Regions from separate parts of the Sus scrofa genome. Here region 2 is linked to region 1. A link is a contact called in public HiChIP or PLAC-seq data. All regions are on one chromosome and are shown on one strand. Each heading gives the region's core, a stretch centred on a gene start, on an enhancer-like site or on the middle of the called end of the contact. The rest is flanking DNA. Distances are from core to core; before and after follow the strand shown. Region 1 has its middle 60 kb from the start of AAK1. Region 2 overlaps GFPT1 (glutamine--fructose-6-phosphate transaminase 1).

Evidence for each region. HiChIP or PLAC-seq counts read pairs in DNA pulled down with a chosen protein or histone mark.
Region 2: a contact with region 1 is called in an H3K27ac HiChIP or PLAC-seq map of alveolar macrophages. The contact joins two enhancer-like sites. A contact is called at or near these places in 2 of 47 Hi-C or Micro-C datasets (embryonic fibroblasts and fibroblasts) and 1 of 2 datasets of contacts at active chromatin or transcription factors (alveolar macrophages).

The regions. Positions count from the first base shown.
Region 1 is chr3:72,732,032-72,735,391 of Sscrofa11.1, forward strand. No RefSeq gene overlaps it. Among named protein-coding and RNA genes, the nearest start is that of AAK1, 60 kb to the right of the region's middle. Within about 2 kb of position 1,355, at least 3 of the 83 cell types and tissues checked have an H3K27ac peak or open chromatin away from gene starts, as enhancers often do. A contact at or near this core is called in alveolar macrophages, where this site is marked.
Region 2 is chr3:73,041,061-73,044,361 of Sscrofa11.1, forward strand. All of the region lies in intron 3 of GFPT1 (glutamine--fructose-6-phosphate transaminase 1), which reads left to right. Among named protein-coding and RNA genes, the nearest start is that of GFPT1, 14 kb to the left of the region's middle. Within about 2 kb of position 1,966, at least 8 of the 83 cell types and tissues checked have an H3K27ac peak or open chromatin away from gene starts, as enhancers often do. A contact at or near this core is called in alveolar macrophages, where this site is marked.

The sequences.
Region 1 (3,360 bases), core at 105-2,604:
GTGTGTGTGTGTGTGTGTGTGTGTGTGTAGGAATGCACATGTGTGGTCTGTTTAGAAGGAGACTTTAGAAGCACAGAATGTTCACCCGTGGTGTGTAAGACACTGCCCCCACCCCCAAAGGAATGGCTAAGAGAATAAAGAGGGGAGAAAAAATAAAATGAGTCAAAAATAGGCAAAACAAAAAAAGCATATGTACAAAAATCGTCTTTCCTTTTCTCAATTTCATGCTTTCTTTTTTTCTCTTTACTGCATTACAGGGTTTTTTTTTCCTTCACATTTCTATATGTCTCTTTTATTCTCTCTGTGCCTTCATTATCTCGACTTCATTAACAGGTCCAAAACCGGAAGTCATTATCTTGACACCTGTAACCCTCAAGTCCTACTTCTCTGTTTTTGTTTTTTTGTCTTTTTCTAGAGCTGCATCTGTGGCATATGGAGCTCTGATTAGATCCAGGCTAGGGGTCTAATCGGAGCTACAGCTGACAGCCTACACCACAGCCATAGCAATGCCAGATCCAAGCTGCGTCCTCGACCTACACCACAGCTCCCGGCAACGCTGGATCCTTAACCTGCTGAGTGAGGCCAGGGATCAAACCTACAACCTCGTAGTTCCTAGTAGGATTCATTAACCACTGCGCTACGACGGGAACTCCCCTACTTCTCTTTCTGAATTCCCTGATCTGTTCTCAGTAGAACCTTCGGGTCAGCCACCGAAATTAAAAAAAAAAAAAAAAAAAAAGCAAATCATTCCTTGTTTTTAAAATCTGCCTTATTGAGGTATTATTTATATACAATGAAAACTCACCCATTTAAACGTGTAGAGTTTAGTGTGTTAAACAAATGTACACAGTCACGTAACCACCACCACAATCAAGACATTTCTATCACCCCAAAAAGTTTCTTATCACTATAGTTTTGCCTTTTCTAGAATGTCATATAAATCAAATTGTAGGAGAAAATGTCCCAATAAAAAGGTAGGAAGGAGAGACCCTGGCCATGATGACTAAGCAAAGTCCAGCCAACTGCCCCTAACCACCACCACCCCCCCCCCCCGCCCCCGCCACATCCGCTTCTGTAAACTTGCTTCCACATCTACTCCCTTGCCTGACCTCACTCCGGTCCTACCAGCCAAGCATGGACCTGGAAGAGGTAGCCCATAAAAGCCTTGTGAAACCCTTCTTTGGGGCTCAGATTCCAGAGAGCGATATCCTCTGAGCCCGCCGGCATAATAAACCTGAGTTCTCCAACCCTCGAGTGCTCGCTTGGTTTCTCGCTGGGTAAAAGAGCTGAGACACTGCAGCCACAGAGCTGCTGGAGCTGGTACACTACAGCCACAGGGCTGTCACTAGAGCTGATACACTGCGGCTGCTGCGGGACTGCTGGGCAAATCATATAGTAACAAAATCATATAGTAGTCTTCTGTGTCTGGCTTCTTTTCTTAGTATGTTGCATTTGAGACTTATCTATGTGGTTGCATGTATCAATAACAGATTATTTTCCACTCCTGAGAAATACTGCATTGTATAGATACATCGCAATTGTTTGTTTACCCATTCCACCAGTTGATCATTAGCACTGTTTAGGGCTATTACGAATTAAGTGCTATGACTATTCACATATAGGTCTTTGTGTGGACATGTATTTTCCCTTCTCTTGGGAGTAGAATTTTATTTCATTTCTAGGAAGAAAATTGCTGAGTGGTACGGTAAGTATAATTTAACTTTATAAAACACTGATAAACTGTTTTGCAAAGAGGCTGCATCGTTTTCATTCTCACCAGCAAAATATGACAATTCCAGTTGTCCCTTGTCATTCCCAATGCCTTCCATTGTCAGTTAAGAAAATTTTTATCCATTCAAGTGGATGTGTCGTACTACCTCATTGTCCTTTTAATTTGTGCTTTCCAGATGACTAATATTGTTGAGCAGATTTTCATATGCTTATTTACCTTGCATAGATCTTCTCTGGTAAATTCTCCATATCACTTGCCTGTTTAAAAATTGGATTTTTTGCCTGTCAGAGTGGCTATCATCAAAAAGAACATAAATAACAGATGTTGATGGGGATGCAGAGAAAAGAGAGCCCCACTTGTGGTTGGGAAGGTAAATTAGTGCAGCCACTGGGAAACAGTATGGAGGTTTTTAAAAAAACTAAAACTAGAACTACCACATGACCTAGCAATTTCACTCCTGAGTATACATCAGAAAAAACCACCAAAAATACTAATTCAAAAAGATATATGAACCTCAATGTTCACAGCAGCATTATGTACAATTGCCAAGACATGGAAGCACCCTAAGTCTATCAACAGATGAATGGACAAAAAAGATGTAGGATATATACACAATGGAATACTACTCAGCCATAAAAAAGAATGAAATTTTGCCATTTGCAGCAACATGGGTGGAATTGGAGAAAGACAAATACTGTATGATATCACCTATATGTGGAATAAAAAAAATACAACAAACCAGCAAATACAACAAAAAAGAAGCTTATAGATACAGAGAACAAACTAGTGGTTACCAGTGGGGAGAGAGAAGAGGGAGAAGCAGTATAGGGGTAGGAAATTAATATTAGACATAAAATAAGCTAAAAGGAAATAGAGAATTACCATATTACCTAGCAATCCCACTCCTGGGCATATATCCAGACAAAACTTTCACTGAAAAAGATACACACACCCCTATTTTCATAGAAGCACTATCCACAATAGCCAAGACATGGAAACAATCTAAACGTCCATCGACAGATGAATGGATTAAGAAGATGTGGTATATATACACAATGGAATACTATTCAACCATAAAAAAGAACAAAATAATACCATTTGCAGCAACATGAATGGAACTAGTGATCCTCATACTAAAGTGAAATAAGTCAGAAAGAGAAAGACAAATACCATATGATATCGCTTATATCTGGAACCCAATATATGGCACAAATAAACCTATCTATAGAAAAAAAAAAAACAACTCATGGACATGGAGAACAGACTTGTGGTTGCCAAGGGGGAGGAGGAGGGAGAGGGATGGACTGGGAGTTTGGGGTTAATAGATGCAAACTATTGCATTTGGAGAGGATAAGCAATGAGATCCTGCTGTATAGCACAGGGAACTATATCTAGTCACTTGTGATGGAACATGATGGAGGATAATGTGAGAAAAAGAATGTATACATATATGGACGACTGGGTCACTTTGTTGTACAACAGAAATTGACAGAACATTGTAAATCTACTAAAATAAACATTAAAAAATAAGCTAAAAGGATATATTGTACAATGTGGGAAATATAGCCAATATTTTACAGTAACTATAAATGGAGTATAACATTTACAAAATGTGAGTGACTATATTG
Region 2 (3,301 bases), core at 716-3,215, 310 kb after region 1:
TGCGTATGTGGCATCCTGTTTACTGGGCTGATGATAGTAGGTTCTGTAGGAGAGAACAAACGCATTGGCTTAAGATTCAGTGGGGAGCGAGTTCCTGCAAGTTGGAATGTGTAAGAAATGGCTGTAATTATATTTGGGCAGTGACGGTGAGAAGGGAGGACCTGCTGAGTAGAGCAGCTTGGGCAAAGGTAAGAATAGAGGAGGCCAGGTGATGGGGTGGCAGGTAGTCCCTTCAGTCTACATTGTTGGTGGGTGAGTGTGGGTATAGTCCCTTCAGTCTACATTGTTGGTGGGTGAGTGTGGGTGGCTGGAAAGGCAGATTGTCGCAAGAATCACCATCTTTGAATGTCAACATACTGAAACATACCTCCTTCTGTAGGAAGGTGACTCCTTTCCCAGAATGGGTCACTTGCAGACATTGCTGGTGAATTTGTAACTGATCAGTCACTCTAAAGAGCAGTCTGGTGATGTCTAAATGAGACATGCCTATTCTTTATGGCCAGGCACTTCTACTCTTGGGCATATACTTGAGAGACAAAATGACAAGGAGACATGACAGTAAGATTCTCTGCAGTAAAGTTTGGAAGCAACCTAAATGTCCACCAGTAAGGAGATGGGAGAATAAGTTATATGTGGTAGTGAATGACTGGGTGTAGCTTTTGAAAAAAATGTATTGGATCTGGCTCTGCATGTGTGGACATGGATAATTTTGGGAACCTAATATTGAGTGAAAAAAGCAACCTGCATAAGGATATGTAAAGTATAGTATTATTCAAGAAACACAGGAATGCTCTTAATTTGCAGGTGTATTAGCATAATAGGAGTTTGAAGGCATAGATGGGAAAGCTCTTGTAAATCGCCTGGGCAGGAATGGGATGGTGCTGGGTAGGAAGGAGTCACCAATTGCATTTTTTTACCTTTTAGAGCTTAAAAAAGATCTAAAGCATAAATGGTTTAGACATTAACATTTGTTTACTCAGAGTGTGGGTGTTTGGAGGTTTGTGGTGTTTTCAGCAAGTTTCAGTGTTTAACCTCTTAAGCCAAAAGGGAGGAAAGGCCTCTCAGAGAGGGCCATTAGATTGCTTATTGGTAGCTTCTGACTTGGGTAATACTAGCTAACATTCATTGATCACTTTCTGTGGCCCAGGCACCCTACTCAGTGCCTTCTGTATAATCCTCATTGTAACCCATGAAGTAGGTAAAATTGTCATCCTCATTTTGCAGATGAGGAAATTGAAACTCAGAGGAACAGGTACTGTCATTAGATGGTATCAGCAGTAAAGGCAGTGAAGTTTGGGGCCAAAGGGAAGGCAAGAGGACTTTATCTTGAGGAATGACAGTAATTAAAGATTTTTTTTGTTACATTTTGTATCTTTTTTTTTTTTTTTTTTTTTTTTGTCTTTTTGCTATTTCTTTGGGCCGCTCCCACGGCATATGGAGGTTCCCAGGCTAGGGGTCTAATCGGAGCTGTAGCCACCGGCCTACACCAGAGCCACAGCAACGTGGGATCCGAGCCACGTCTGCAACCCACACCACAGCTCACGGCAACGCCGGATCATTAATCCACTGAGCAAGGGCAGGGACCGAACCTGCAACCTCATGGTTCCTAGTCGGATTCGTTAACCACTGCGCCAGGACGGGAACTGCACATTTTGTATCTTAAAGAAGTAAAGCACAGATGGTTATCTGTTAACTTTTGTTATCTCAGGGTGTATTTGAGTGGATTATTAAGTACTGGATTTGAGTGTTCAGCATTACCAGCAAATTTACATATGTTTGAACTACCGAAAAAAAAGAAGGGTGACATTTGAGAAAAGGTACACAGAGGGCAAGAAACCTTGGGTGTGAAGGTGGGAGGAAGGTAGAAGATGCAAAAAAGGAAATTATTGAGGCATTATAGCTCAGAAAGTTCAAGGTACAGGTAGGGAGTTAGCATTTATTGGAGTTAACAATAAAAGATAAGCTAATTAAACAAGGAGGTGGAGGAGAAACCTGAGCAGGGTGGAGATAGAAGGACTATAAAAGTAGGATTGAGGTTTCAGGAGAGAATAAAAGATCTCAGGAGCTATCTGCTTAGTGAATGAGGAGCATGGATACATGTTTCTTAAATAGCAACAGTAAAATAAGTTTGGTAATTACCATGAGCTTGAAATGGACTCAGTTTAGGGAATTTTGTGACTTTCTTCAGTGTTATTTGGCAGCTCTGGGTGGGTAGGGGGAGAGAAAATTGAGAGTGTCATTATCTAGACTTCAGCTTGAATAAGGGGCTTTAGAATGGAATAACAGTGAATAGGAAGAGTCAGGACTGGAGTCATGGTTAATTGATAAATAAAACATGAAATAGTTCTTCTGGGGAATATGCTTTTTGTTGTATATCAATGATTTTTTTCTTATTAGACATTAGATAATGCTCTTTTGGCAACAGGGAAATAGGTGTGGTAGTTAGCATGAATTTGAAATGGATTAATTTTACAGACTTTTGTTACTTTCTGCAGTGTTGCTCGCCCGCCTGTAGAGGGAGACACTGCTTTTAATTATAGTTAACCCCCAAATTACTCAAATGTTTTCATTGCTTGCATTGGCCTGTTAAGTAGTAGTAAACAGTAATTCTTACTTTTCTGGAGGTCATTTATCAGGTCGCCTTAATTATTCAGAACACAGTTAAGCCAGGAAAGAATATATTGATGATTTCATCCATTCATTGATTGAGCCTTCCAACAAAAATTTGAGTGTATGCCCTATATAGCTTAGTACTTAGGATTCACAGATAATAAGACAAGATGCTACTTTTGCAGAACTTGAATTCTGGTAGAAGCCACACTGACAACATTACAAATGTTGTAATAGTGGAGCAGAGTGCATTGTGGTTTTAGTCTTAGGTTCGGGAGTCAGCTGGCCTTGGGTTCAAATCCTATCCTTTCTTCCTATGAGCTATGACCTGGGGTGGCTTCTGTGACTTTGTTAAGCCTCAGTTTCTTTATAAAATGGGGACATTGGTACCTAACAGTACCTAATTGTATTGTGAGGATTCAGTAACAGAATGAGTATTTACTGAGTACCTGTTATATACTAGTCATTGTTCTAGGCCCTGAGGACAGAGAACAAGATAAGCAAATTCCCTTTCCACATGGAGCCTACTGTTTAGTGAGAGGGCCAGACAGCAGACAGATGGATAATATCAGGTGGTGATTAGTGCTATGAAGAAAAAGACTGGTAGAAGTGACATTTGGTCAGAGACCATGTGATTGTATGAAGGAGGGAATTCTAGGTAGAGGGAACACCAAGTGCATAGATTCTGTGT